Linked DNA regions of Mus musculus: all the other regions are linked to region 6. Evidence: chromatin contacts called from public Hi-C and HiChIP or PLAC-seq data. All regions are on one chromosome and are shown on one strand. The core of a region is the stretch at or near the end of the contact, and the rest is flanking DNA. Distances in the headings are between cores, read along the strand shown. Region 1 has its middle 15 kb from the start of Gm39652. Region 2 overlaps Gm35252 (a long non-coding RNA gene). Region 3 overlaps Pard3b (par-3 family cell polarity regulator beta). Region 4 overlaps Pard3b (par-3 family cell polarity regulator beta). Region 5 overlaps Pard3b (par-3 family cell polarity regulator beta). Region 6 holds the start of Nrp2 (neuropilin 2).

The links. Hi-C and Micro-C count contacts between places; a contact is called where the count stands out from the background. HiChIP or PLAC-seq counts read pairs in DNA pulled down with a chosen protein or histone mark.
Region 1: a Hi-C map of the N1E-115 cell line shows a contact between it and region 6, with 11 times the contacts expected there. The contact joins the enhancer-like site here to the promoter of Nrp2 in region 6. A contact is called at or near these places in 3 of 39 promoter capture datasets (the 3T3-L1 cell line, hippocampal neurons and trophoblast stem cells), 1 of 15 datasets of contacts at CTCF or cohesin (the NIH/3T3 cell line), 2 of 484 Hi-C or Micro-C datasets (the N1E-115 cell line and nephron progenitors) and 3 of 115 datasets of contacts at active chromatin or transcription factors (all in embryonic stem cells).
Region 2: a contact with region 6 is called in a Hi-C map of the N1E-115 cell line, with 5 times the contacts expected there. The contact joins the enhancer-like site here to the promoter of Nrp2 in region 6. A contact is called at or near these places in 7 of 39 promoter capture datasets (the 3T3-L1 cell line, embryonic stem cells, hippocampal neurons and 2 more), 3 of 484 Hi-C or Micro-C datasets (the N1E-115 cell line, granulocyte-monocyte progenitors and nephron progenitors) and 8 of 115 datasets of contacts at active chromatin or transcription factors (VIP interneurons, bone marrow-derived macrophages, embryonic stem cells and 2 more).
Region 3: an H3K4me3 HiChIP or PLAC-seq map of bone marrow-derived macrophages shows a contact between it and region 6, with 4 times the contacts expected there. The contact joins the enhancer-like site here to the promoter of Nrp2 in region 6. A contact is called at or near these places in 9 of 39 promoter capture datasets (HPC-7-derived erythroid cells, embryonic stem cells, frontonasal cranial neural crest and 5 more), 1 of 15 datasets of contacts at CTCF or cohesin (the NIH/3T3 cell line), 6 of 484 Hi-C or Micro-C datasets (bone marrow-derived macrophages, cerebellum, cortical neurons and 3 more), 11 of 115 datasets of contacts at active chromatin or transcription factors (bone marrow-derived dendritic cells, bone marrow-derived macrophages, embryonic forebrain and 5 more) and 4 of 9 other capture datasets (adipose tissue, embryonic stem cells, liver and 1 more).
Region 4: a contact with region 6 is called in a Hi-C map of the N1E-115 cell line, with 8 times the contacts expected there. The contact joins the enhancer-like site here to the promoter of Nrp2 in region 6. A contact is called at or near these places in 6 of 39 promoter capture datasets (the HPC-7 cell line, embryonic stem cells, liver and 2 more), 1 of 15 datasets of contacts at CTCF or cohesin (the NIH/3T3 cell line), 10 of 484 Hi-C or Micro-C datasets (the HL-1 cell line, the N1E-115 cell line, bone marrow-derived dendritic cells and 7 more), 11 of 115 datasets of contacts at active chromatin or transcription factors (bone marrow-derived dendritic cells, bone marrow-derived macrophages, embryonic basal ganglia and 5 more) and 4 of 9 other capture datasets (adipose tissue, embryonic stem cells, liver and 1 more).
Region 5: a contact with region 6 is called in a Hi-C map of the C2C12 cell line, with 4 times the contacts expected there. The contact joins the enhancer-like site here to the promoter of Nrp2 in region 6. A contact is called at or near these places in 10 of 39 promoter capture datasets (the 3T3-L1 cell line, HPC-7-derived erythroid cells, cranial neural crest and 6 more), 19 of 484 Hi-C or Micro-C datasets (the C2C12 cell line, the MC38 cell line, the MC3T3-E1 cell line and 11 more), 13 of 115 datasets of contacts at active chromatin or transcription factors (the NIH/3T3 cell line, bone marrow-derived dendritic cells, bone marrow-derived macrophages and 4 more) and 4 of 9 other capture datasets (adipose tissue, embryonic stem cells, liver and 1 more).

What each region holds. Positions count from the first base shown.
Region 1 is chr1:62,857,408-62,861,752 of GRCm38.p6, forward strand. No RefSeq gene overlaps it. Among named protein-coding and RNA genes, the nearest start is that of Gm39652, 15 kb to the left of the region's middle. Within about 2 kb of position 2,729, at least 48 of the 459 cell types and tissues checked have an H3K27ac peak or open chromatin away from gene starts, as enhancers often do. A contact at or near this core is called in the N1E-115 cell line and hippocampal neurons, where this site is marked.
Region 2 is chr1:62,906,587-62,910,681 of GRCm38.p6, forward strand. It overlaps Gm35252 (a long non-coding RNA gene), which reads right to left. Exons shown (of 4, transcript XR_865480.1): 4 at 1-720. Among named protein-coding and RNA genes, the nearest start is that of Gm35252, 48 kb to the right of the region's middle. Within about 2 kb of position 2,200, at least 29 of the 459 cell types and tissues checked have an H3K27ac peak or open chromatin away from gene starts, as enhancers often do. A contact at or near this core is called in the N1E-115 cell line, VIP interneurons and hippocampal neurons, where this site is marked.
Region 3 is chr1:62,481,567-62,486,134 of GRCm38.p6, forward strand. The region is part of intron 20 of Pard3b (par-3 family cell polarity regulator beta); the gene reads left to right. Among named protein-coding and RNA genes, the nearest start is that of Gm34881, 42 kb to the right of the region's middle. Within about 2 kb of position 1,700, at least 31 of the 459 cell types and tissues checked have an H3K27ac peak or open chromatin away from gene starts, as enhancers often do. A contact at or near this core is called in bone marrow-derived macrophages, erythroblasts, hematopoietic stem and progenitor cells and 1 more, where this site is marked.
Region 4 is chr1:62,507,277-62,511,865 of GRCm38.p6, forward strand. All of the region lies in intron 20 of Pard3b (par-3 family cell polarity regulator beta), which reads left to right. Among named protein-coding and RNA genes, the nearest start is that of Gm34881, 16 kb to the right of the region's middle. Within about 2 kb of position 1,930, at least 2 of the 459 cell types and tissues checked have an H3K27ac peak or open chromatin away from gene starts, as enhancers often do. A contact at or near this core is called in the N1E-115 cell line, where this site is marked.
Region 5 is chr1:62,549,010-62,553,618 of GRCm38.p6, forward strand. The region is part of intron 21 of Pard3b (par-3 family cell polarity regulator beta); the gene reads left to right. Among named protein-coding and RNA genes, the nearest start is that of Gm34881, 25 kb to the left of the region's middle. Within about 2 kb of position 2,647, at least 56 of the 459 cell types and tissues checked have an H3K27ac peak or open chromatin away from gene starts, as enhancers often do. A contact at or near this core is called in the C2C12 cell line, the NIH/3T3 cell line, adipose tissue and 4 more, where this site is marked.
Region 6 is chr1:62,701,977-62,706,358 of GRCm38.p6, forward strand. It overlaps Nrp2 (neuropilin 2), which reads left to right and starts at 1,341. Exons shown (of 17, transcript NM_001077404.1): 1 at 1,341-2,301. The coding sequence starts at 2,229.

The DNA of each region.
Region 1 (4,345 bases), core at 1,479-3,978, 160 kb after region 6:
CTTGGGCCCTTCAGCTTGTTAACCTTCTTGAGTTCTGTGGATTGTATCCTGGATAGTCTGCTTGCTTATTTATTTATTTATTGCTAACATCCACTTATTAGAAAGTACATACCATGCATGTCCTTTAGGGTCACTCAGGATGCTATTTTCTAGTTCCATCCATTTACCTGCAAAACTCAGGATGTCCTTGTTCTTAATAGCTGAGTAGTATTCCATTGTGTAAATGAACCACATTTTCTGTATCCATTCTTCTGTTGTGGGACATCCTGGTTGTTTCTAGCTTCTGGCTATCATAAATAAGACCACTATGAACATAGTGGAGCATGTGTCCCTGTGGCATGGTGGGACATCTTTTGGGTATATGCTGGTATATACCACCAAGAGTGGTATAGATGGATCTTCAGGTAGATCTATTTCCAATTTTCTGAGGAACCTCCAGATTGATTTCCAGAGTGGTTGTATCAGTTTGCAATCCCACCAGCAATGGAGGAGTGTTCCTCTTTCTCCACATCCTCAACAACCTGTGCTGCCACCTGAGTTTTTTATCTTAGCCACTCTGATTGGTGTAAGGTGGAATCTCGGGGTCATTTTAATTTGCATTTCCCTGATAACTAATGACTTTGAACATTTCTTTAAGTGCTTCTGGGTCATTTGAGATTCCTCTGTTGTGACTTCTCTGTTTCGTTTTATACCCCATTTTTTTAATAGATTGTTTAGGTTTTTTTGGAGGCTAGCTTCTTGACCATAGCAACTCTTAATCCTTCCTTGCTCCTCTGCCCATGCTCCTGTCCCACCTCTTGTTCACCCAGTCCCTAGAGAACAAGAACTCTGTCCATTCTCCTCCCCTGCACGCCCTCCCACATCATTCTGTCGCACAGTTGGAATTCAGTAAGTATTTATTCTTTACAGTAATGTTGTGAGTTCCATTTCGAGTGGACCACTCCTTTGGTAGTAGACTTCACAAAGGCACAGGCCTCCAGTGGGAAGGCAGAGTCTTTTGAACATCTGGAGTAAATGTCAAGACTTTGGTTTAAACCATTTCCCCTAGAGATTTCAAGTTTGCCTTTCTTGTGTGTGTGTCTATTGTTCTTAAAAGCTGGTGTCTGGAGCTGCTCTTCCAGACTTTACATTTATAGTCTAAAATAAATTTAACCCATTGGCAGTTGAATATATGTATATATGTATGTATGTATATATATACATATATATACATATGTATACATACACACACACACACACACACATATATATATATGTATGTATGTATATATTCCTTTGGTTTCCTCTTTTATTTTCTTCATTCTGTTTCATGCAAAACTTCAAACTCCAGATCTTAGGATCATCATTACAGTCCTTAAGGGAAACCACATATCCCATTGATTTTTTTTTTTTTTTTGCATGAACCTAGCCCTTTCTCCTCAGTTTTCCATAACCTAGTCATCACTAAACACTGATCCCATTTGCCTACTTTCAGGTATGTATGCTCACTCTTAGGGCACCACTGATCCTACTTGGCTTTCTTTGGGTGGCTGAATTAGGCCATTGACTTCTGCTTTCTCTTCCTGTTGTTGGCATGATAGAGAGCTGACCAGAGGATTGTAATAACCGATGAAGAACATTAGGACCAAGATTACAGAAGCCTTAAGTCCTCAGGCTGTCTTCCTCTTACATGTCCAGTCTCTTGGATATGCTTCCTAGAGTGTTCACTTGAAGTGTCACAGTTTACAAAGCTCCTTCTCACACAGTGTACCTTCACCCACTTTTCTTCTCTTTCCCACAAGCCCTTGGGGCCTTCTTTCAACCCATACAGACAAGCAGTTCCACTTATTAGTTTGATCCAATGCCAAGTTACTTTTCTAAAACACTTTCAGCCTGCACTATAAGCCAATGTTCCCACGAGAGCTGGCCTGTTTCCTTCCCACACTGCTGGTGTGAGGAAGAAAAAAAACCACTCGACACATCAAAGAAAACTTCTACTCACCTCTGTGATTGGTTGATCCACAATACAGGGTGTGGCTACACAGCCAGTCATTTCTTCTCCCACCCTCTTTAACCTACAGAATGGAATAAATGATCAACAGGAAAATTAAGGAAATACAACCCAGTTTGTTAAATGAGCTTATCCTGTCTTTCCACATCATCTGCATGATGATGAGACGGGAGAAATTTCAAATCAAGATGTGAACGGTAGCCAAAACCATTAGTAGGTTGGTAAATGGGGTGCATTCGGGGTCAGATTTATAAAACACTGCTTTTTAGCCAACCCTCTGAAATACTAAACAGAAACAACACTCAGATCCATTGAAAAGGACGAACCCAAAGCAGCTGGTTTCCTGAGCTGGTGCACATAGCAGGAGAAATGTTGGCAGAACATTCGATTACCATAAAAGAGAGAGCTATGTAGAAACCACATTAGAGAAAACTCAACCAAAACAAAGTCAAATATTTGAACTGTTTTGAATAGATTCTGATGGAGACCTGAAAAGGGGTCTAGCCTGGATTAATGAGAAATGCAAATGAGCTGGTTCAGACATAATCTGGCTCCCTCCATGATGAGACTCTTCAGAGGTGAGGGTGGAGTAGATATCTGTCATCTACAGGGCTGCCCCGAGGTACATTGTCTCCACATGACCGGTGGCTGGAGCCAGGAGTGTTCACCACGTACAAAGAAGTGATAAGTCAGTCCCATGCTGAAGTGTGCCTGCAGGGCCCCCTTCTCTGCCTGCCCCACCCCCTCTTCCATTCAATGACGAGCTGCATGCAGCATCTGGTTTTGATCATTCTATTCATGGCAAAGACTGTGAGAAACACATTTATTTTGGTAACATGCAGTGTATATATATATATATATATATATATATATATATATATATATAGAGAGAGAGAGAGAGAGAGAGAGAGAGAGGTGTGTGTATATATACATATATATGCACATATACACATATATATTTATACATGTTGCACATATCTGTTCTCTGGTTTGTATATATGTCTTTTTTTTTTTTTTGTGAGGGGTTGGCAATCAGTCCTTCAGAGTGTCCTCTTATGAGCTGTCAACAGAACCCTCTCTAATTTGAGTTCTTGGCAGCTGATACACTCACCACTGGAAACCAAACTGCCAGGCTTTGGAAAGCCCAGCCCATCCATCTGGATGGGTCTTTCTCAAAGGGACCCTGACATCCCCTGGATACACTCCTCTCGGAGCTCCTCCCAGCATTATTCCACCGAAGACTGTCGAAAACTTAACATTAGCTTGAGAATACGTGAGTGGGTCTCACTATACTCCGAGACCTAGTCTGGGGTGACAGCAAAGATTCCATGATTTGTTGGTTTGGAGGTTCAGTGAATGGGAAAAAATTTCCCCAAACTAATGTTAACAGAAAGAGTCAGGGAGAGCATGAAATGAGGTTGACAGGACGGCTGGCTAGCTTGGTTATGGCTCTGACTTCCTGTCAAGGGAATGCACGCTGCCTAATAGCCTTGCTGATAGTGAGTAATTTTCATGAGGGCACTTTAACAGGCAGTTCCTTCTCCCCCGATAGCCAGGCTGCCATGCCAGGGAGGGAGCCAGCACCACCCCCACAACTTCTGCTGCCCAGTGCCTGGGGTTGAAAAATGTGAGGCAGCTGTGGGAGATGAGAGCCAGGCATCCCTCTGTTTGTTTGTTTAACTAGTCTGCTGGCCTGGGTACAGTCAGGCGGCTTCCATTTACATGATCTGCTAATTGGGTTTCAGTACCTGCCCGTCTTGAGAGGCCCTAGAAGTAGAGATTGGCTATTTCATTCCAAATATTCCCTGGGTCAAGGGTGGCCAGACAAGACACCTAAAAACAGGATTCTTCAGCTTCAGAAAAACCTAATGAGCAAAACACATTCTCAGGTCCATCCTTATGGTGCTGATTTGGTGCGTCTTGGGTAACAAGAAACTACATTTCTAAGAAGGGAACGATGTCTCACTGCAAAAGGCCCTTTAAGAAAGGCACTGTGCTGCAAGGGAGAGCCATCGGGCATCAGCAAGTTTTGCTTGCTTGAATCAAGCTGAAAATGGGTGTACATGGAAGCTAGTTTTCTCCAAGAAGAAAAGGACTCTGTGGTCCCTGAGTGTGAATACTTATCCTCCGACCCTTTTCATTGCTGGTATAAACCTATGGCTCCTTCAAGGCCTGGCTCATGTCCCCTTGGAGTCTCAACCAGCTCCTCCAACAGCAACATCAATGTCTCGCTCATCTCCACTCTGCTGAGCTTCAGCACAGTATGGCTTGGTGTTGTTCTTAATTGTTCCTTGCATGTGAATTTTGTCATCAACCCAGAGCCCTAATGCAGTTGGATAAAAGCCCTCTCAACAC
Region 2 (4,095 bases), core at 950-3,449, 210 kb after region 6:
GGAACTCTGAATCCCCTTTACACAGGCTCTTGCTCTCCATGAATATTAATATAATTAGCTTCTAGAGTTATGAGGATGACCCAAGTGTCCCAGACATGGCAGTAACTCTGAAAAGCCACACCAGTGCTGCTGGCTCTTGGATTTTGACACTGACTTTTTCAACCGAGTATACAGAGAGCAAGAATGGGGGTGTGGCCCATTTTTGGTAGAGGAGACACACCTGCTCTTGAGGATAATGAGTCAGATAAATCATTTTTCCTAAGCACTGTGCCAACGCTGAGGATGTAGTCCAAAGATAGAGTGTATACCTACTATGCACACGGTCCTGGCCTTGATGCCCAGCATGATGGGGGGTGGGGAGGAGAAGACACTATCCCAAGACTCCATCATCTGCTGCTTTGGTATCTTCATGTTCTCATTGTCCATGGATATAAAAGTCACTTGACCATTTGTGTTTGCCAGTCCTGGAGCCCATGTTTTATGTACCTCTGTCCATTTCCCTAAAGCCAACAACAGGCTTGACATAAAAAAAATAATAATAATAAAATAAAACAAAAACAAAAATCACCCTTTCCTGGTTTGAGCTCAACAACTTCTCTACAGGGTAATACCCTTGGTCCTTGGAGAGGCAGCCATCCTGAACTGCACGTGGACCCCTCAGAGCTCCAATCCAGCTTGCTTGTGTCTAGCTGTGCGGTCTTGGGTGAAGTCATTCCACCCCTGTGGATAGAAGTAGATGAAAAAAAATTTGCAAAATGCTTTGTCAACTGCGAAGAGCCTTACAAATATAGAGACGCTCATGACTCAAGGGGCACATTTCAGTCAGACTGAAAACAGATTTTTCTGCGTGAGAAACTGTGTTGCTGTGAAAGGCGACAGTGGGAGCTCGAAGGGTGGGAAGCATTCGCCCTCGCCTCCATTCTCTTTTGATTCCTTATGATTAATGATTCTGTTTAAAACAGACACCAAATGTGGCTTTGCTGCTGATCAATAGATGTTCCTCCCAAATGGTTTCTATTTCGGTTCTCGGTCCTTAACCAAATCTTACCATTGTGTTCTCTGAGGAAACACATCTATACACACACACACACACACACACACACACACAGAGGCACACCCTCTGTTTTGCAGCACAGATGGCATGCAGTTTGAGTTCATATAAATGAGGTCAGAGGTACTTCCTCCAGTACTGGCATGGTCTTTGTAGAGCTAAGTTATTCCCCTCCCAGTATGCCCAGTAGGTGGAAAACATAATATGCCCTTGTTTCGATGGTAGAAGCAAATCCAAGCCCTTGGGAATTGCACTTTGGGAACTGAGGTCTAAGGACTCTATATCTGTGCTCATCCCAGGGCCACTTTGCTATTTGAAGACTGTGGCATGTACTGGGTCAGCTACTTTGGTCTTAAATGATCACACATAGAGTCAGGCTAGAAGAAGAAAGAAAAGAAAAAAAAAAAGATTGATGTTCATTTTCCTGAATTAAGAAAGGGAACCGTACATGCTGAACTTCCAAGCTGTACTGAGTGTGGCGACTTGGGCCTGGATGAGAAGTATTGCTATCCTGACTGCCTCCTTGAATCAACCCAAAATCTTGGCTTGCTGGGAGCCACACACGACGGGGCATTAGTGTCTCTGGGAGTGATGTAACAACACACTTGCCTTCTTTGGGTTTAATGTGCAAGGCTATGCCACACCTCTTCCCCCACCCCAAGAAAAAGTCCAAATACAGGATTAAAAGCAAAAAGCTGAGCCCAGGATACCACATAGTGGCAGCAATCTCCAGTGTGTGCATCTGGCCAATTGTAGAGCCTAGGGAAGAGATGCAGGATGTGCATGACTAAAGCCACGAGTCCCGGGTGATGCAGCATCTGAAGACACAAGATAAACACACCTTAGTCTGGACCGCTGGTTGTCACATGCCTGGCAGAATTCCTGGGGCTACTCATCTGACACTTGTGGTGGCTTGTATCAATTCTGTCCAGAAGCCACTGCTGGCAATTAGCCCTGCCCATCTGCTCTCCACATACTCAAGCCACTCCCACAAATCTGGACCAGTTCCCCTTCATGTGGGGCGGAACATCTAGACAGGTCCGTATCTATCTTGGTGAGCCTCTTGCTAAGCAGGCTTCCCCAGACAGTGCCATCCCTGTCTCCTGTAACAGCTCGTGAAGCCTGGTTGCATGGCAGGAAGAGACTGGGTGGGCGTGTGTGCCTCACACGCAGCTCCCTCCCTGAACAAAGCCACATGTTGCCATTCTCTAGGGCTGCTCGACTTCACTCAACTAATTTGGAACAGTGCTCTTGACACCAGAGTGAGTTTTTATCCTGCTCTGTGGCCCAGGCGCTCCGCCTACGGGAGCATCAGCAAAATCTGATCCACCCATTTGGTTGTTATCTGCAGCCTAGCCTGGACTTGGTGGGTTTGTCTGCATCCTAGAGATGGTACCATTCTCACAGGAGAGGCATTCTAGTGCCTGAGAAGAACCATCCAGACAGATCCCTATGTACCATCCTGACTCCTGCTGAGAGGAAGGGAAGTTGAAATAACCATTGCCTAATGGTGGTCTGATCATTCCAAAATTTTTACTAAAAATACATACTCCTGAGGATCTGGTGATTCCGATCCAGGAAAATGGAGTAAGTCCCTGGAATTTACATTTATACTAAGTGCCCTCCCCCGGGTGAGCCAGGAACCTTATTTGGAGAAACTACCTGGGGAGGCCGGCTGTGCCATAAGGCAAGGCTCAGGGCCCGTGTCTGGTGAGTCAGCTTTTCTCAGGTTGCCTGCTGACACTAAGTGTCCAGGAAACACCCTGTCTCAATAAATAAAACCCAGTGGTAACAAGAGAGATTCTCCAGTTTGCTGAGGGCACTGTTGGATGCATCTTTCTGGGAAAAAATCTAATAACTAGTGAAATGGAGCGACAGAGTTCAGACCTTTAGCACGGCAATTCCAATTAGGGAGAATATACACTATAATCATGATAGGGAAAAGTGCACTGTTTCATTAGAAAGGCACTTCAGATAAGAGAGAATTGGGGGTCCCACAGACAACATGAGATAGAAGGAGAGCTGGGGTACCTGGGATGAGCTCTCTCTGGGCACCGAAGTGTGTGTATAATCCAGGAGAACATAGCTGAACCCCATCGGCTCCCACAGAGCATGAGGATGCATGAGCTAAGACTGAGTTTGCACACGCAAGGCTTTGGGTGGTTAGTGGTTAACGTGCAGTTGGTTCTTTTTATGTGCAAAGCAGCTCACATTCATAGAAACTAAATAAAAACAAATGAGGCTGCTGCCGCGTGGCTGGCCTGGAGCTCCTGGTAAACATCTCAGGAAAATGATGGGGAGAGGCAGAAAGCTGGGCTAGGAGCAAAACCATCTGAGACAAGCATTAGCTTTGACAGACAGAGGAAATCACTCACAGATCCCCGGGTTTCTCCAGTTTCCTCCTTTATGCTCCCCTAGGCAGCTCTGGGGCAACCTTGGGGTTCTGTATCCCCAATCTCCCTTCCACTCTGGATGCCTTCCATCACCCAGGGTCTCCTTGGCCAAGGCCTCCTGAGCCCAAGGCAGCTGAACCAATGCAGAAACGGCCCTCCCCAGGAACACACTGAGCAGGGATGTGCTCTGCACATAAGAGTGTGCTCTGATATGCCCTGGCCAAGCCCTCTTTGTCTCTGTTGGTTCTCACTCTGCCCATTTTCCTTTTAGAAGCCCTAAAGGGCACTGCTCCAGGCATTTCTTCCTTGGGGGTCTGTGGACTTAACAGAGTGGCATCACTAGGGGCAAACTATCCATAAGCGGCCTTATAAATGACTCAAGGGCTGGCAAGAGCAGTGCGTGCAGAGGGTGAATCAGGAAGAGCGGAGAAAGTGGTTTCTAAAAGGCCATGCAGCCGTTTCCCTCCCCGCCAAACAGCATTAGCAGTAGCACATCTCCCCAAGCTCAGGAAAGGTGGCCAAAGCAACAGCATATTGAAGCACTATAGCTTTGGCGGCTGGTGCCTTCAAAAACAAAAACAAAATGTAGCAACGTCGCTAAGCCGGTGTCTGCTAACAGCTCTAAGATTGTCCACCTGGGAGACATGTACC
Region 3 (4,568 bases), core at 450-2,949, 220 kb before region 6:
CATACAGTTTTCCAGGTCTCAGTCTAAGCCATCTATAGCTGCTCAGCCCAGCTGTTTCTGGGCTCCACATCTTGATGGGGAGAATGTGTTTGGGGAGAACTACTCATCTAATGACAGCAGGAAGCATAGAAGATCACATAGAAAGAACCAGGGACATCATTAACCCTTCACAATCATGCCCTTTGGCTAATATTGATTGTGAAATTGACAGGGTCTCAAATCTGGGCATATCTATGAGGAAGCTTCTACATCGGGTTATCATCATGAAGTAGGCATCAAGTATTTCATGGGCCAGAATCCCATACTGAATTAAAAGGGAGGCAAGCTGAACAATAGAATTTCTCTCAGCTTGCTTCCTGATAATGAGACTGCTGCTTCAATTTCTGCTGTCATGATGTCTCCATCATAATAGACTGCACCCTCAAACTGTGAGCCAAAATAACTCTCACCTTCTTAAGTAGCTTCTTGTCAGGTATTTGGTCACAGAGAGGGGAAGAATTAGCAAATGCTCCCTTCAGACACTTACTTCCTCAGACTTGACTTTACTTTTGAATAGCTATGACCTTATCAACAGATGAACCCACTGACAAAGTTGCCGTCTCTCTGTGGCCCTAGCTATAAACACAGCTGTACTGGAACCAAGCCTTCAATACTGAATCAATAGGGGGAATTTTTAGATCTAAACCGTGACATACATATATATGGTATTTTAAGTTAATTTTTACCCATGTAGGTAGACCAGGAAAGAAATCTCGTTGGATAATGTTAAAGACAGTCACTATAAAATGCTGCCAAAAAATTATTTATTTACTGCCCAGTCCACATATCTGTATGAGTAATGGAGTCTTAATTTTGGCTTTTGCCTCTGTGTTAATAAATGCTCCAAATCTGCCTTCTGCGGAGTTTTAGACAGCTGTTAAATTTTTAGATAACAGATCAAAGAGTGACTCTTTTTACCCAGAATTGTCTTGATTCTGCTCTTATCTTTAATTATATTTAAAGACTGCGCTGTTCCTTTTCCTTAAAGTCTTAAAGCAAGTGATTTTTGCCTTGATGCACAGTAAACACTAGATAATGATAGCTATTATCATCATGGTTACTGTTATGACCACTTGTACTGTTCTGTATCCGTGAAATTCTGGGTGCACGTAAATCTAAGATTTCCATTAGATAGCATTCCAAGCAGACACTCTGAGTTCTAAACCTACCATATTTTAAAGTGAAGGGCATATCACTTATCTAGTCATCTGTTCAATCTTTCTTCATTCAATAAGCATTTATTTGGCATCTGCTATATTATATATACTCTAGAAAGTTCTAGGGAAGATGGGAGGGCTATCCTGACATGTTCATAAGGATTAGAGGAATTCCTTTTCTAATCAATAGAAACCCACGACATGTGGAAACGGAGAATTGTAATACTCTGTAATTAGAAGTGAAAGCTTCTTTCCCTTGTTTAGGCTACACATAAAAGGCCTCCTAAAGCAGGTGAGAGTGGAGCTGGCTCTGGAAGGCTCCTTAAACATTGATTAGGTACAATAAGATACCTCTTTTCTCTTACAAAATAGTTATGTAAGAAGGTCAAGTTGCTAGACAGAGCATGCATTTGAGGAAGTTGAGAAATACCCAGAACATGCATGTAAGCAGGAAGGAAAGTGGCAGGAAGTGAGACTGCATGGCACACTGGAGTCACTGTGTCACATCTCATGTTGATACTTAATTGGCTGATAGTAACTGATGACAAGTGTCCTGCGGCTGTCCAATGTGGGCTCCAGAAATCTGAGTGATGACATATGTGCAGTGGAGACTGATATATGTCAAGATCCTGTAGCCAGTATCATAACGGTGTCCACAGAGGTGGAGAGGATAAAGCCTGTCAAGAAACTGTAGCCACTAAAAGGTCATTGGTAACTTAGAGAGGACAGAGTCAGTGGCTTAGAAGGAGCAGAGGAGAACTGATAATAGGAATTGCTTTGGTGGTAAGACTGTAGAGAGTGAGCCTAGAGGTAATGAGAGGGTTATTGGATGGGAAAGACTGTGTCTTTGAAGTCACATCTAAAATGGTGATTCCAAACTAACAATGTCCCCTTATAACAATGTTGTAGAAAATAAGCTCAGAGAATGTGAGTAACTTGCCCAGTATTGGGACTTCATTCTAGACCTTTCTATACCTTTCTTTCACCTAACCCAGCCTGTTACATAGACACACTTCTTCCTTCTTAGTACAGTATGCAGGTAAGGTGGCTTAGTTTGGGCTCTTAACATACAAATTAATGGCATGTTAAACCATGACTTCTGGTGTGGGGGCTGATCTGGGTCCAATTCTCTTCCACTACACAGCCTTCAGAAAAATAACTTTCCCAAAATGCCATGCTGCATCTTCATGCAAGCAATGCAACAAATACTTACGGAGCATAGGGCCAGGACTGGTAGTCAGTCCTAAGTTCACTAGGGAATGAGAGGAAATGGTATATCCCCCTCATCAGGTGTTGCTATACGTTATGAGATATGTAGAAGACAGTGGTTGGTACATGGTAGTTACTGTAGCGGGACTGTTGGGTTAGTGGATGGGGTGAAACATAGGTGAAAGTCAAAGTGAGAGGAAGTGTGGCAGGTGAGGGCAGGGCTTTGTAAACTCCTCCCACAACTCTTTCCCACCCAAGATTTTTATGCAACCCCAAAGTATGTAAGTAATAATAATAAAATACTTGCTAATAATGTACTATAAATAAATTTATATTAAGATGACTCTTTATGTGTAATATTAGCAGGCATTATAAATGGAAGAAGATTTGCATGCTAATGGGATGTATGCTTGTTTATTTTACATAAAGATTTAAATCTTGGCTGAATATTTGATACTGTAGGACATAAAGCATCTTCCACGTTTTTCAGAATTGATCAATACTTTGATTTTATAATTGTCAATGCTGAGAATACCACTTCACATAAATGCATAATATAAAATGACAGAAGTATGCTTAGGGCCCCTTTCAAAACCGTTGGAAATTCTGTGCTCATCACAGACTAGAATTCATGTAATGATTTTTTTTTCAGTGAAATTCAAGTCAGCAACTCTAACATCAATTTTTTAAATCAAACATTCTAACGAAGTATGGTTGAAAGATACATGAATTTGATATTTACATACTGAGAACTGAGGATAGGAAAACAATAGAAGTTTTAGTTTCTAATAGTCATAGAGGTACAGTAAAAATATTATACTCTTTAACATACAGTAGTCTCAAATCTGAGCCAAAGTTTCATGTTCATTGTACATGATGCATGCAGGGTAAAGTGTTTATGTTATGTGTTCTGGGCCTAGGCTGCAGTGAAGGTTAGGATACATCAAGGGAGAGTGCTGCCAAAAAATACCATGAATCAATTATGTGGCCATGGTGCATCCAGAGACCTTATATTGTTGGCAATTTTTTGCAACCCTTATATTCATTTATGACTTCATCTGTGGTTGTAATTCACAGTTTAAGAAATTGGTCATTAGACAGACCGGAAAGAAAGGAGTCAATGGCCAGAAATAAAACAGGAAGGCTCAAGAGCACAAGTGAGGGAGGACGACCGAGCCTTGGTCACCAGGGTAAGGCATTCAAACTCATCAGGAGAGAGATTAAGGGGCAGCTGTGGGAGGAAGAGCTGGTAGACGATTTGTACTTAAGGTGTGGTCCTGAAATCCCACAAATTGGTCAATGCAGAGCATCCTCACCTCTCTACATGATGGAGGCTTAATGCCATGATGTCTCAAATGCTGTGATGGTTAAAAACAATTTACCTTTTAATTACATATATAATTATTATATATAGTAATACTGTTATACATAATAATATAATACCTGGTATATATATATATATATATATATATATATATATATATATACCAGGGTACAGAAGGTATGGCACATTGCCCTAGGATCACTGGGCAATCATTTCTTGAGGATAAACTCTTCCAGCTATTTTAGTCCTGGTTTGTAATCCACATCTATAGCTCTTTGGGTGTCTGTTCCCTGGACACACTCAAGTCTATTGACTTTATGATCACTGTGTTAATCGTGGTGTACACAAGTGGACACTGTCTTCCAGATGCATCAGAAGCCAAAGGATTTTGTATTCCTTGGCCTTAATCTTTTATTCTTTTTATATTTATTAATGTGACCAAAACCTGATTGTCAGCTACAATTTCTAGCTTATGTTATACTTTTTATCTAAAGCTTCTATGCTTTCTTTTTTATTAGATATTTTCTTCATTTACATTTCAAATGCTATTCCATTTCCTAGTTTCCTCTCCAAAAATCTCCTATACCCTCCCCCTGCTCCCCAACCCATCCACTCCTGCTTCCTGGCCCTGGCATTCCCTTATACTGGGGCATAGAATTTTTACAAGACCAAGGGCCTCTCCTCCCAATGATGGCCAACCAGGCCAAACTCTGCTACATATGCAGCTAGAGACACGAGCTCTGGGAGTACTGGTTAGTTCATATTGCTGTTCCTCCTATAGGGCTGCAGACCCCTTCAGCTTCTATGCTTTCTTGTTAGTGTTATTGTTATACTGTTAT
Region 4 (4,589 bases), core at 680-3,179, 190 kb before region 6:
TGCCATGTGTAGACTTTTCTTTTTTCCATATATCTAGATCCTAGTAAATTGATCACCTTCTCAAGATGTGCAGAAGTTAAAAAACAAACAGACACAGAATTCACTTTCCTAGGGTTGAGTTTATTTTTCCATATTATTACTGTTGTTTTATGTAGGAAGCATCACCATATGAAACACCAGGGAGGCAAGGTGGACTTGAGATTCCTGTCTCCCTATCTGCTTATAAGGACCAGGGTTGAAAGTAGTTAATGCTCTCTGTGTGTGCATTCCAGAGAGCATGAGTTAGCTCTCGCTCTTGGGTCTAATGTTCTCCTGAAGGCTTTTCTGGTCCACTGTGCTTTCCCTTGGCCAGGCTGAATGAATCTGGGCTGGGTTCCTTCCATTTGATCACTACAATGATTGCAGTAGGGAATATAACCCATTTCCTGCATGAAATTCTTCGTTAAAATGCTTCTCAAAGTATATTTCTCCTCGTTCTTATGCTCAAACTCCTGCTAGTCTCTCAATTTATTATGATGTCAACTTTTGCAGTACAACTCAAGACTGTTGCCCTTATACATTCCACGGTGCCATGTTTTCCCTGTGTCTGTTCTCTGTGGGTTGGGTCCTCATGTTACTCAGGGCCTGGTTCTGATGTGCTACCCATCTGGGATGGTAATGGTGACTTCAACCAAATAAGGATCGTGATGAATAGAATCAACGGTTACTTGCCTCTGCTCAGATTTCCCAGCAAGCACTGTACCTTACTTCTGGTCCTAGTACAATTCTTAAATTAGATATTCAATAACTCAATATATTGGGTGGAAGAGAAGCCAAACAACTCCACTCTTAGCTGCACGAACGTCAAGCTGTTACCCCCTGCTGCCTTTAAACTAGCCATTTCCTCCCAGCTAACCTAATTTCTTGCCAGTTGCCTGGGCTCTCATTTGCTTATTCTTTATGTCAGTAATCCCAGGGGTTAGTTACTCTTAATTCTCAGTATTGAAGCAAAATATCCCATTCCTATTCTGCCAGAAAACACTTCCTATCCAAGTTCTTCTAGATAAAGGACTTCCCGAGGTCACAGCAGGCAACAGTTCCTCCATCAAAGCTGTGCTTCAAAAGCCTCCTAAGGAATAAAGGTAGTATTTAACTGTTCAAAAGCTACACTCAGTCAGGTCTGATGATGCATCAAAAGAAAGTGCTTCTCTTAGCAACTGTATCTCCTAGATCTTATTCCCACACTTTGTATTTGTTACTAATTCCAGCTAACCATCTCAAAGCAACCACCTCTACTTTCAAGAGAATTTGGATTTGCTGTAAGCATTAAGCATAGTGCCCTTTAGATTTTTCTATAGTCTGCTTTCTTCATTTTAAAGTTTTGACCATCACTTGCTCTTCTGCAGCATCTGGGCCCATATCTATAATTTCCAAGGATCACTGAGCTTCGAGTGCCATGCCTTTCAGCTCTCAGCATCCTGGATGTCATGTGGAAGCCCCAGAGACACAGATGGCTTTAAAGTGCATTGGGCTGTGTATTTTTCCTTCTCTCACTATTCTTTCCTGCCTCTCTTCTGTCTTCCCTTGACAGAGATGTCAGATGAGTCACTTAATGTATCTCTGCATCTTCCCTTGTCTACAAAGACAGAGGGGTGTGACTAAGTGATCCCAGAATTTCTTCCAGCTCCAAAATTATATGGTTCTACAATTCTTTAATGGAAGCAAAATACAAGTTCAGGTTGCTCTGCCTTTCCTCTGGCGCTCTATGGTGTCAAAGCATCCCTGCCCAGCAGTGGCCTATCCTCCCTCCCTTCTCTTCAAAGTACCTTCAACTTGGTTTTTTCAGTGGATGTTTAATGTCATTGCCATCTCCAGTGAGCTTCACTTTTATGACTCTCTTCACACCTCTGTGCTGATCTCTTTGAGAACTCTAGTGTCCATGTGTTCACACCAAAATTACCTGCGCTCACCCCAGCAGGTGACTTTATCCCTCACCTTAGCTGTCTAAAATTAGGACATTTGCCCGAAAATCTCCACAAATTCATACATGAAAATATCTTTCATTTACTTCTGTCATCTTCTCTGTGTGGCATGAAACCTGGATGATAAGATTTCTCTGAAGCTTCAGGAGATGTGTATGTGCATATATGTGTACAGATACATGCATGGTTTTGGCTGTGATTTTGTGCCTTATTCTAATTAATATCAGAAGTTACACTAATATGTATTTCATTTGCTTTTAGGGAAATGTATTTTTTTAAAAAAAAACAGATTAAAGGACAGTCCTTTCATGTGATAGTAAATGTCAAAACCTATCAAGTAAAGACATGAATTGTGAAATAAAGAAATATAGACATCTTTGTGGCTATTTTCAGGGAAGCCCTATTCCCCTCCCAGGCCCTCCAGTCTAGAACCTGGTGAGCATCTATTAAAATATAATGAAGTTTCAGACAGACATGTCCCCTGCCCTTGTCCCCTACCCTCTAGGAGTTTACTTATAGGAGCCTTTGTGTGGTATGGGGTAAGGAAAAAAATATAATTTGAGTTTACAGCTGACATTATGAAAAGTTGTATATAGTTTATAGCAGGGCAACAGAAAACTCTGAAATTGAACCATGGCCTATGATAGACAGGTAGCCATGAAAGAATTCTTTCAAACAGTCTGTTGCGACTTTTCAATCCCAGGACCGATGTGTATCAGCCATCAGGAGGGAGAATTGATCCTTGTAGTCTGACATTTGACAAGCTTCGAATTGTGTCCTCGTTCACCTCCTTTAATTCAAACACCGTAAACGGTACTCAGCTTTGTCTTTATAGGTCAATCCATGTCAGAGTTTGTTGTCAAAGTGAGTTCCAAATATTAGGAACCACAAGAAAATCTCAGGTTTGTCCATGACTCCATGGTCAGACTACTGGTCTACCTATTTCTAGTTTTCTGTGAGCAGAGCTGCTCTTTTTATACTGATATTTCCATCTCTTTTTAAGTTACTGTATGCATGTTTTTAAGTTAAAACCATTGGTTTGTCTAAGCAATCTTTAACTCACACCTGTAATCTAAGAATTTGGAAGGCCGAGGAAAAAGAATTCCAACAGCTTCAACCCAGTGTAGGCAGTCTCAGGAGAAAAAAAAAAAAAGACATTACCAATGAAAACCCACTTTTATTTTCTATATTTAAAAAATAATAGCATGAAAAACTCACTAAAAAATACCTATTAACTGGACAAAACCACATTCGAAGCAGTGTTTTGTATTGCCCATTCATGTGCCATGTGACATGAAACTATTTTGATTGGGACTGTCACAGATAATTTCTACACATAAAAATGCACCTAGGGACAGCTTTCAAATGGAGTTGTCACTTTCTGTTTAGCAGGCAGGAGATATTCTATTGTTGTCAACCCCTCTTTACAAAAGCATCGCTAATACAGTGATGCACTGTCCTGGAGAAGGGGGCTCGCCATTCTGCCTGATGGGAACAGAAGGAGCAACGCTGCTTGATGTCAGGGCTCCCAGAGCTCGAGGGCTCCTTTGTCCAACTCAGACACCTCTGCACCCAACAATCCTTTCACAGTCTTGGAATTGGATTTCTTTTTCCTGTGCTGGTTTTAGAAAACTGTAAAAAGATTAATGTAGATTGTTATTCTCTGAAACACAGATTAGTAAAGCCACATGAATTTGTTATCTACTCAACACATGAAGTCATGGAAAGTTAAGAAAGCAACCCTGGACTGTCTCTAGATTTACACCCACACCCACACACACTCATCCAGCCCCACCTACCCCCCCACATACACATATGCACACACAAATGTACACATATGCTCACACACATACATGCATGCACGTGCACATATACAAATGCACACACACATGCACTTCCATACACACAGGTGCACACATATGTACACTTTCTCTTTACTGACTTTCAAAGATGGCCAAGTGATACAAGGTAGGAGCTAAGGAGTCCTCTTGGCTTCTGTATATTTTCTCTCTTAAGATATCTCATTCCCAAGAAAGAATGTTTTCTTTTTAATTTTATTTGGTGTTTAACTCCCAGAAACAGAAACCAATTAGGACAAAGCAGTCTGCCCAGAGGACCAGAATGGTGCTCACAGTTGCCAGCTTCTGCAGAATGCCACATGGTTATCAGCCCTGGGTGTGGATAACAGGGGGTTGGGGGGAGCAGGTACTATTTCTCCACCCCAGCCTAAGATTGCAAAAGTGGTGCCTATGGAACAAAGGGGACAGAAATGACTAGAAAAACCAGTAGCTACTTGGATGGCAGAGGTATTGATAACTGATATCCTAGGTCAGGGGAGAAAAGTAAGAAAGAAAAAAATTAAAATAATGACCAAAACCAAAGGGAGACATGGTCTATTGCTGGTAAGAGCTTGGGATGATCAGCTTTATTATTATATTGTAATCATATATTATTATTATATTGTAATCATATATTATTATTATATTGTAATCATATATTATTTTATAACTACATATCAGAAACTCCTTTGAAGCTCAGAGGCTTGAGCTCTGGGATAGGAATTCTCTCATGTAGCCCATGCAATTTCCCTACCATCTTATTTCCGTGCTGTCCCCCACTGTAGCCGTC
Region 5 (4,609 bases), core at 1,397-3,896, 150 kb before region 6:
ACATGGCCCTGTCTGACCGGCTTCCTGTGATCAGTGATCTGATTCTGAAAATGGAACTGATTTCTTCAGTAAACTGCTCCTCACATCCTCCAAGGGAAGCCCTTTGTTCTATATCTGCTTGCTGGATCCCATAACACCAGTTATTCTAACAGGGGCCATGACTCATCAGCCCTGCCTGACCATCTGCTCTGGAAGCCAGATACCCTAAACCGCTCTGTCCACTCATCCTGTCTTTCTAACACAGAAATGGTGAGAATTGCTTGAGCAGTGCTGATTAGAAACATAACAGGCAAGCAGAGCATTTAATCGTAAATAGATCAGGATCATAAGTGATTGCCCGAGTATGTGTCAAGGTTACGCCAACTACTAACTGGGAAAGTGTGGGCCATTTCTGTCTCCTTTAACAATCTGCTGATGGTGCTGTTTCATGTAAGTATGGGATCACGTATATGATTGCACGGGAAGCACTTAGAGTGGTCTCTGACATTGTAGGAAGTGTTCCATAAATGTTTCCAATGGTTTACAGGCCAACGTGTTTAGACGCCATTTATTCCACTGGCTAGACAACCATGTCTCCTTAGTCATTATCTTCCGTCTTTAACCTCTGCTCATTCTGGAGTTCTGGGTCACTATACAGTGCACACTGCATCGTGGGAGGCCCTCCAGCCACTCTCACTGTGCTACCTTGGAGAGACACATGATGACTTCAGGAGGCGACTGTCAGCTTGGTTAGTAAGCAGTATTTTGGCAAATTCCATTGCTCCAAAGGTCAATATCTATTTTCCTCTCTCCCACACATATACTTTTCTTCCTAAGGACTATGCCTTTCATCTTTGACCCTAGGGCACCCCTAATCTCTTTAACGAGCTTATGCAAAAATCAAAGGCCAGCAGAAAGTTGACTTCAAGTAGCTTCTGCTTTCAGCTCTGCAAAAACCCCAAAGCAAAGAAATATCAACTGCAGGCCGACCAAAGAGTGAGGGTGCAAACCAAAGAGATACATACAGATTATTGCTTAATGAATTAAACAATACCAGATTATTGATAACAATGACATCGTTTATTCAATGCCTACTCAACCTAGTTTTGTACAGCATATCTCAAACAAAGATGCTGTGATGTAGACATCTTTAACGCTATTGTATAAATGATTAAACTAAGACTTTGCTCCATCACCACACAATCATTGACCAAGCTGATTTTCAAATGTGGGCTAACTCCCAGAGCAAAGAGATGAAAAGGAGAGTCCAGCCCCTGGCAGCTCTTTAGATACTTTTTATGTAAGGGGCAGGGAGAAAGGGAAAGATTTCCTGTTTCCCCTGTCTTTAAGCACTCATATTTAAACACTGTCAAAACTGTTTCTCTTCCTCTGCTGAACGACTCTTCATCATTCCTAGTTTGCTTTGGAACCCAACAGGACTGAACCAAAACCCACGTTTGGTATTATTTTTTCAGTTCCCTTTAAAAGTCTAAACGAAATCATTCTTTTTATGTTGTAATCAAATAAGTTAGCCATCTCCGGGCTCTAACCCAAACCTAAATAGAGAAAAAAGCAGAAAAATGAAAGCTCAGAACCACATTATTTTTCCATAATATGTCAAAAAAAAAAAAAAACCCTCTATGCTACACTTACACTCAAGTGAAAAAAGAACCCTTTCTGCCTCTAATGAGCAATTAATTCCAGTTCAGGATGTCGAGTTTAGAAGAAGTTAAGTTCCCCCAAACCACAACCGTTTGTGTTGGATCATGCTGAAAACCCAAAATTCCAACTTCTCAATAATAACATTCTTTTCTTCTACTGCAATGGGAGAAATGACCATTTTATGTAATATAGGAGGGACCATAGCAGAAACTCCTATGAATTCCAGATTGCCTAAACAGTCCTCAAAGCTGTTTAAAATCAGTTGGATGTGTTTTGTTTTAACAGAACTGAAAAGGCCTAAAATAAACTTTGGGTACTAAATTAAAAGGAGAAGATGATGTTTAGAGTAAAAGATATGAAAATCCATCTAACTGGTGTTTGCAGCCCTTCAAGTTGACAGCAGTGCAGAACTTGTAGGTCATGGCGTCTTCCTAACTATAAGTCACTTGGGTCACAACCGTGGCCATCTTGTAATTTCTTTAAAAAAAAAAAAAAAAAAAAAAAAAAACGTTGGCGTCATAACCATTCTGAAGTTTTACAACATTTGGTTCTTATTTAATATCAACTATTCTGATGTTATGGTGGGAAAAAGAAAATTTATAGAAAGCCTGCCTTTTGGATTCATAGGAAAGATACGGAATCAGAGAAAACCCTGAAGTGATGGCCGTGGGTATCACAGCCAATGCCATGGCTAAGGCAATTGCCATTCCCCCCAGTGACTATGGTGACTTTTGAATAAAGCTGTGATACACATCAGCATCTGTGACTTTACAGCTCTCCCAGGTCTCTCATCCAACACTGTTTCATTGTGAGCCTTGAAATCACAATGCTAATTTTGTTTATGAAAACATACAGAAGTTAGTACCACTGAATTATACAGCTAGGCTGACATGTCACCCTTCCCATTCATTCTAGGGAAGGATCCTAAAGGACAGGGTATGATGTGGTGACTACAGGTCACTGAGGAATTATTCCCTTTCCGACTTTCAAGACTGAGGGAAAGTCTGTGAATCACTTTTCAAATGATTTAGCTGCTCTGTGTCATCTCTGACTCACTTGGCTCCCTGACTCAGGCAGCAAAACTGGAGCAGCACATGTGCAAAACATGCGTCTTGCAGTTCTTCAATCCTTTGTTGGTTATTCGGGTTATTCGCCCAATGAATACTGAGTGATGTATGAATGCCTATGAAAACGTACATTGTGCCCAACAACTACAGCATCCAAACTCTCCAAAAGCGATGAAAGATTCATATTTTCTCTCTCTCGCTCTCGCTTTCACTCTCCCTCCCTCCCTCCCTCCCTCTGCCTCTCTCTCTGTCCCTCTCTCTCTTCCCCTCCTTCTCTTCCCTTCCCCTTCCCTCCCCCTCTCTTTTCCCTCTCTCCCTCTCTCCCTCTTTCCCTCTTTCCCCCTCTCCCCTCTGTCTCTCTGCTCTCCCCTTCTCTCTCTATCTTTCCCCCTCTCTCTCCCTCCCCCCTCATATGTATGTGTCTGTGTCTATGTTTCAGTCTATGTGTATGTGTGATGTATATGCACATAAACATATTTACGCTTTGGAATTTCCCCCTCAGAGAAACAGTAGGAAATGTTGCGTGAGAAAGATATTTTCCTTCATGATCTGATGTCTTTTCTCTAATGAACCTTCTGGCTCACCCTGTAATAATGGATACCCCCAAACCATGTGAAGACATCTCCGTTTTTCAGTTATACTCCCCTATCATCAGTAATTGCCAGAGTCCCAGATTGTTTGTGAATAGCAAATCTCATTTAGTTCCTTAGATCTACCAGTTAGTTCTTTCTCTTTCATCTATTCAGTTGCAGACCCAGCTTCCTGTTTTCTGAAAAATTCCCTTTACAGTAATTTCCAAGTTTAAATGGTCAGGCAGCCCATAGGCATCAATGTTCTATATCTGTGTGTGGTTATGAGGGAATCAGAGGCTCACATTCCAGACCAGGAAATCATGGTCTCATGATGAACGTGAAGGATGGCAGTGGGAAAAAAATCTTTTAAAATAGTTCTTAAATTGGTGACTTGGGGGAGACGCTATTGTGTCTAGGAGTTTGTGGTTTAGGTGTGGGTTTAGACTGCTTTTGACATTTCCCAAATTCAGACAGAAGAAAACTTTCTCTTTTCTAGATGTAGATGCAGATATGTGAAGTTAAAAACTGCAGTCCTAAGACCACATAGCTGACAAACAGGAAAAAGCAAACACTTTGTTTCCAGCATTCAGTATTTCCCCCTTGATGCACACCAAAAATCTGAATCCTTTCCCATTTAGAATCTCCTAAGGTTTTGCTAGTTTTCTGCAAGATTTTATTTTCAAAATAAGAAGAAAATCTATTAATGTTCTAGCATCATTTAAGGAAAAATGATAGCCTTGTTTTTACTTTTGTTTGCATATTAGACCTAGGACTGGAGATCATATTTCAAGGTGTCTGGTTGCTTAGTTACGTTCATTCATTCATTCATTCATTCCTTGGGCTTCCATTCAGTGGCAACTTTACACCAAAAATTTACTTGACTCCAAAGACTCAGAAGTGAATAAGGAGTCCATGTCAGTGAAAAGGGCAGACAGGAACCATAATTTCATTTAATGAGATATTTCTGAGTAGTTATACAGGAAGAAATCGGTAAGTGAAGTATAAGATGTGGGGGGTGGGTTAACCAGGAATTAAGATAGATTTGCTTTTATCCCTATAAGTTCTCCCTTATGTACTTGGCCTTTCGTTATGTCTGCTCTGAGGGCAGTCCGCCTCAAAGCAAACTTCTGCATCTAGCAATCACCCTCTGCAATTTACGAACAAATATAAAGTAGCTTTTAGAGTATGTCTAATAATGAGACTGTTCTTGAGGTCCACCCTCTCACTCTGGAGATTTGCTCATTCATGTACCACAGCAGGACCAGTTAAGTTAAGGACCTAAATCAGCCCCAAAGGCTCATTTTTCAAACTGAGTCTCATGGCTTCTTA
Region 6 (4,382 bases), core at 91-2,590:
GCCAGGCAGTTAAGATTAACCATGTGGTATTCAGGCTCTGGACTTCCACTGGAAAATCCCTCATTTAACTAGTTGCAAATCACTTCTGATTCAATTTTGTTTGTGTTTATCTCCATGTAAATAACAGTTAAGTGAGAGTTACAGATTTTTTTTTTCAAACACTGGCTGTGATAAACAACGCTAATGGCAAGTCCAGATAAGGAGAGAAACCACCCAGAAGAACCCATAAGTCCACGCTAAGGGGGAAAAATGGTATAGTCAGATGTTCATGTCCCTTCTCACCCAAACTTTATGTTTCCTAATCTTCAGACTGCTAGGAAGGGGACTGAAAAGGTTGCCAGGTGTGCTCTGTTGGATCTTGATCATGGTAAAGCAAGGGTGCCTGGTGAATATGACAGTTGGGGATCACCCAGCCACCCTCAGAAACAAAGATGCAAGTGTTTTCTCCAACTGTTAGCTTATAGCGCCTTGAAACAGTTTTCATGTCTCCACTTAAAAATAGGTAACACAATGCTATTTTCTTTCTGTCAACATTGTGACCACAATACCTTGGGGAAACATGAACAGAAGTAGTTACAGTAGCAGTCCAAGAGGCCTCCCTGTACCTATACTATGTTGGAAGCTTGAAGGTGTATTGGGTGGCCAGGGGTGGGGGTGGGGAATTTAATTGCCCGGAGAAATTCTTTATTCAATAAAATCGTCCCTCGTTTACAGATAGTTACAAGTTAAGGGCACATGTTGAAGTAAATCCTAACCCAGACCGCAGAGGATCCTGTTTGGGACACAACAAAGGATCTGAGAAGTAAGCCCAAGAAGTATTTGAGGTTTGGTTCAGAGAAGGCTAAAGGCTGACTGTGTGTGTCGCCGCCACGCTTTGCTGCCTCTGGGAACACAGAGCTGAGCCGCGGACTGGCTCCCTACGCCAAACGCGGTCCGCCACCCAACTCCTTCTGTAACGCCATTGCAGGTGGCATTGTGTTGGATTCTGAGTGTGTAGCATCTGAGTCTCGGAATTTAGGGGAAACAAGAATTTCCCGGGCTCCGCGGAGTTTCCCTCCGGCAGAGGCAGCGCGCCCTGAAGGGAGGGCGCTCCTTGCTCCGGGTGTGACACACCCGCAGCCCCGCACGAAGGTGCGTGGGGCGGGAGGGAGGTGCGGACTGGGAGAGGGGCGGCAGGGTTGCGTGGCACCTTAACTTTGATCGCGCGGCCGCGGGGCTGCGAGCCACCGCCGCCCCGCCCGAGCTGGGTGCCGCGGTCCTCGGCTCTGCGCCGCGCGTCTCCGCGGCTGCCTCTTTAATCAGGAACACAGAAGGGGCGGGCCCTGAGCGGGCGCGTAATCGGATCGCTCTGCCGCGGCTCTGACATCCACATGCTGCTCGGCCTGAAAAGGCGAGGGGGGAGCCGGAGGGGAGGCAGAGGAGGCGAGCAAGGCACCAGCCTGCAGCCCGCCCCCGGCACATCCTCTGAAGCACAGACACTCGGCCGGGCGCTGGGCGAGGTGGAGGTGAGGGCGGGCGCCAGCGAACTCGGAGAGCCGCTCGCACACTCGCGGGCGATCCCAGCCGCCGCACCCGCAGCAACACCAGCAGCACCGGCCGCAGCAGCTTCCTGCCTCGCACTCCCCTCCAGAGACTGGCCAAGCGGGTGTAACCGCCGGGGGAGGCTCCAGCTTAGGGGAACCCAGAAAGGACAAGAGCCGGACGTCTGACTGCTTACCACTCCGCCTGTCCAGCGGTCGGTGCCTCTGCCCGCGTGTGTGTCCCGGGTGCCGGGGGACCTGTGTCAGTTAGCGCTTCTGAGATCACACAGCTGCCTAGGGGCCGTGTGATGCCCAGGGCAATTCTTGGCTTTGATTTTTATTATTATTACTATTATTTTGCGTTCAGCTTTCGGGAAACCCTCGTGATGTTGTAGGATAAAGGAAATGACACTTTGAGGAACTGGAGAGAACATACACGCGTTTGGGTTTGAAGAGGAAACCGGTCTCCGCTTCCTTAGCTTGCTCCCTCTTTGCTGATTTCAAGAGCTATCTCCTAGTGAGGTGGAGATATTCCAGCAAGAATAAAGGTGAAGACAGACTGACTGCCAGGACCCAGGAGGAAAACGTTGATCGTTAGAGACCTTTGCAGAAGACACCACCAGGAAGAAAATTAGAGAGGAAAAACACAAAGACATAATTATAGGAGATCCCACAAACCTAGCCCCGGAGAGAGCCTCTCTGTCAAAAATGGATATGTTTCCTCTTACCTGGGTTTTCTTAGCTCTGTACTTTTCAGGACACGAAGTGAGAAGCCAGCAAGGTAAGCCCTTCAAAGTTTTTCTATTCATTTTTACACGGTTTCCCCTTTAAAGGCGACAGCTAATGGAGAGAAGCCACTGAGAAGCGCTCATGAGGAGGCTCCCTCAATACTCAATCATTTAAAGGGAGATCTCAGCGGCCTTCTTTACACCACCAGGGCTGCTAAACCCAACTTTTCTCTCTTGCAAAGGGAGTGTGTGTGTGTGTGTGTGTGTGTGTGTGTGTGTGTGTGTGTTTTGTAACAGAATTTGGCGGTGTTCAGATGTCACATATGGACTGAATCAAAGGTTTAAAAATACTACAAAGCCTTTGCATTACAGTTTTGGGGATTTTTTTTTCCTCCCTGTCTTGAAGCAGAACACATCTCCCTTGAGTTTCCTCAACCTAGCCAGTGAAATATAAATCATTTGCATTCCCTCCACTTAGCTACATTGAGCAATGTTAGCTGAAGGGCTTGGGAAAAAAAAAAAAAAGCAAGAGTCTAGCTTTGCTTTTCAGATGTGTGGATTCTTTGCAGACTGGGTGGATACATCTCAGAACCAGAGGGCTGAAGCTGGTGAAGCAAGCCAGCTTGTGACCGAGATGGGAGCTTTCCCGTGGGCAGTTGATGGTCCCCACTCTCTCCCGAATCCGTGTGTTTTCTGGGAAAGCGAATCATGTTCTTTAAATTTTTTTCTTAAAAGATAAAACAAACTGTATGACCCTCGGCAGTCTCTCCTCTTGTGAAGTGGTTAGAAACTTTTGAGTGGAATTTATTCTCAAGCACTGCCAAAAAGGGTGTGTGGACACGGGCTGCAGAGATAGGCACAGCAGGGCCTAGGAGAGGCCGGGGGCCAGCTCTTGTGGATTGCGACAAGGGCTACCTCTCTGAAAACAGGTCTCTGGTCTCTGGGAATGCGGTTCTTCCACCCTGGGACTGCTTCTGGGGGTGCTTCCCTCTGCTCTAAGACAGTGTCTGGAACCTGAAAAAAAACTATTAGCCTATTAGCGTTTGCTCCTACAGGTGACTGGGGATAGGGTACCATCTACCAAGGAAATGGGGGAAGAGAGAAGGAGAGAGGAAAGACAGAGACAAAAACTCGGAGAAGTGCTATTGCCTTGAGGCACTTGGCGGAGTCAGGCAGCCGCAGTGGTGGGTCTCCTTCCTCACAGCCACCCTGGCGCCCCCGCACCGTGCTTAGCGGGTGGGTCCTGAGGCAAAAGCTTAGCTGCTACCAAGCTTCTTGTCCCTTCCCCAACACATACCTACAGTCACTTTACCTGGGATACATATGGGTTTTATGTTTTGCTATCTTTTGGGGGTTTGGCGGATTGGGGAAAGCCGTTGAGATGCAAATCCAAGCCTTTGCAGCTCCCTCTCTGCGGTAACTGGTCCTATGGGCAACTGCAAAGCGTGAGCCAAGGAAGGGTTGGGTGCAGGTCCGTCCTGGGGAAATTTTCTGGGCCTAGCATTCCATCTTGCCTTAATTCTGAATCCCCAGCTTGAATAGAAATTAAATTGCCTCCCACGGACCTGAATGCTGTGTAAATTATGTATGTGTGTGGTTTGCTGTGTATGTGTATGTGTGTGTGTGCGCGCGCGCGCTCCTTGAGAATGCCCACGGTATATTATGTATTCAAGAACGGACTCCGGTAGGCCCCGGTGTGCGAGTGCGCGCACACTGGCACCACACACACACACACACACACACACACACACACACACACACACAACTTCAGGTTCCCAGTGATGTGCGAAGTGGAAGGGATTGTAAAGACTTGGGGACCATCTCCTATCCCAGATGTTCGCACATCTGTCCCTGAGCACTGCGTGGAGCATGTGTACGTGTGTGTACGACACCCGCTCGGACCCACTCCTGCTCTGCCACCTGCCTCCCGCGCTCTCTGCAGATCCCCCTCCCATCTCAATCTTTGGTCACGCTGCGTCACTTCCAGAGAAGCTCAAAAGCGCGGGGTGCGAAGCTCATCGCCCACTAAAAGCCTCGCGGGCAGCCTCGGTCTGGGGGTGGGACCCGCCCAGAGTAGATATTATCCCGCTCCCCGAAAAGGTGATCAATCACCGGTCATGGTTTCAGTCGAGTA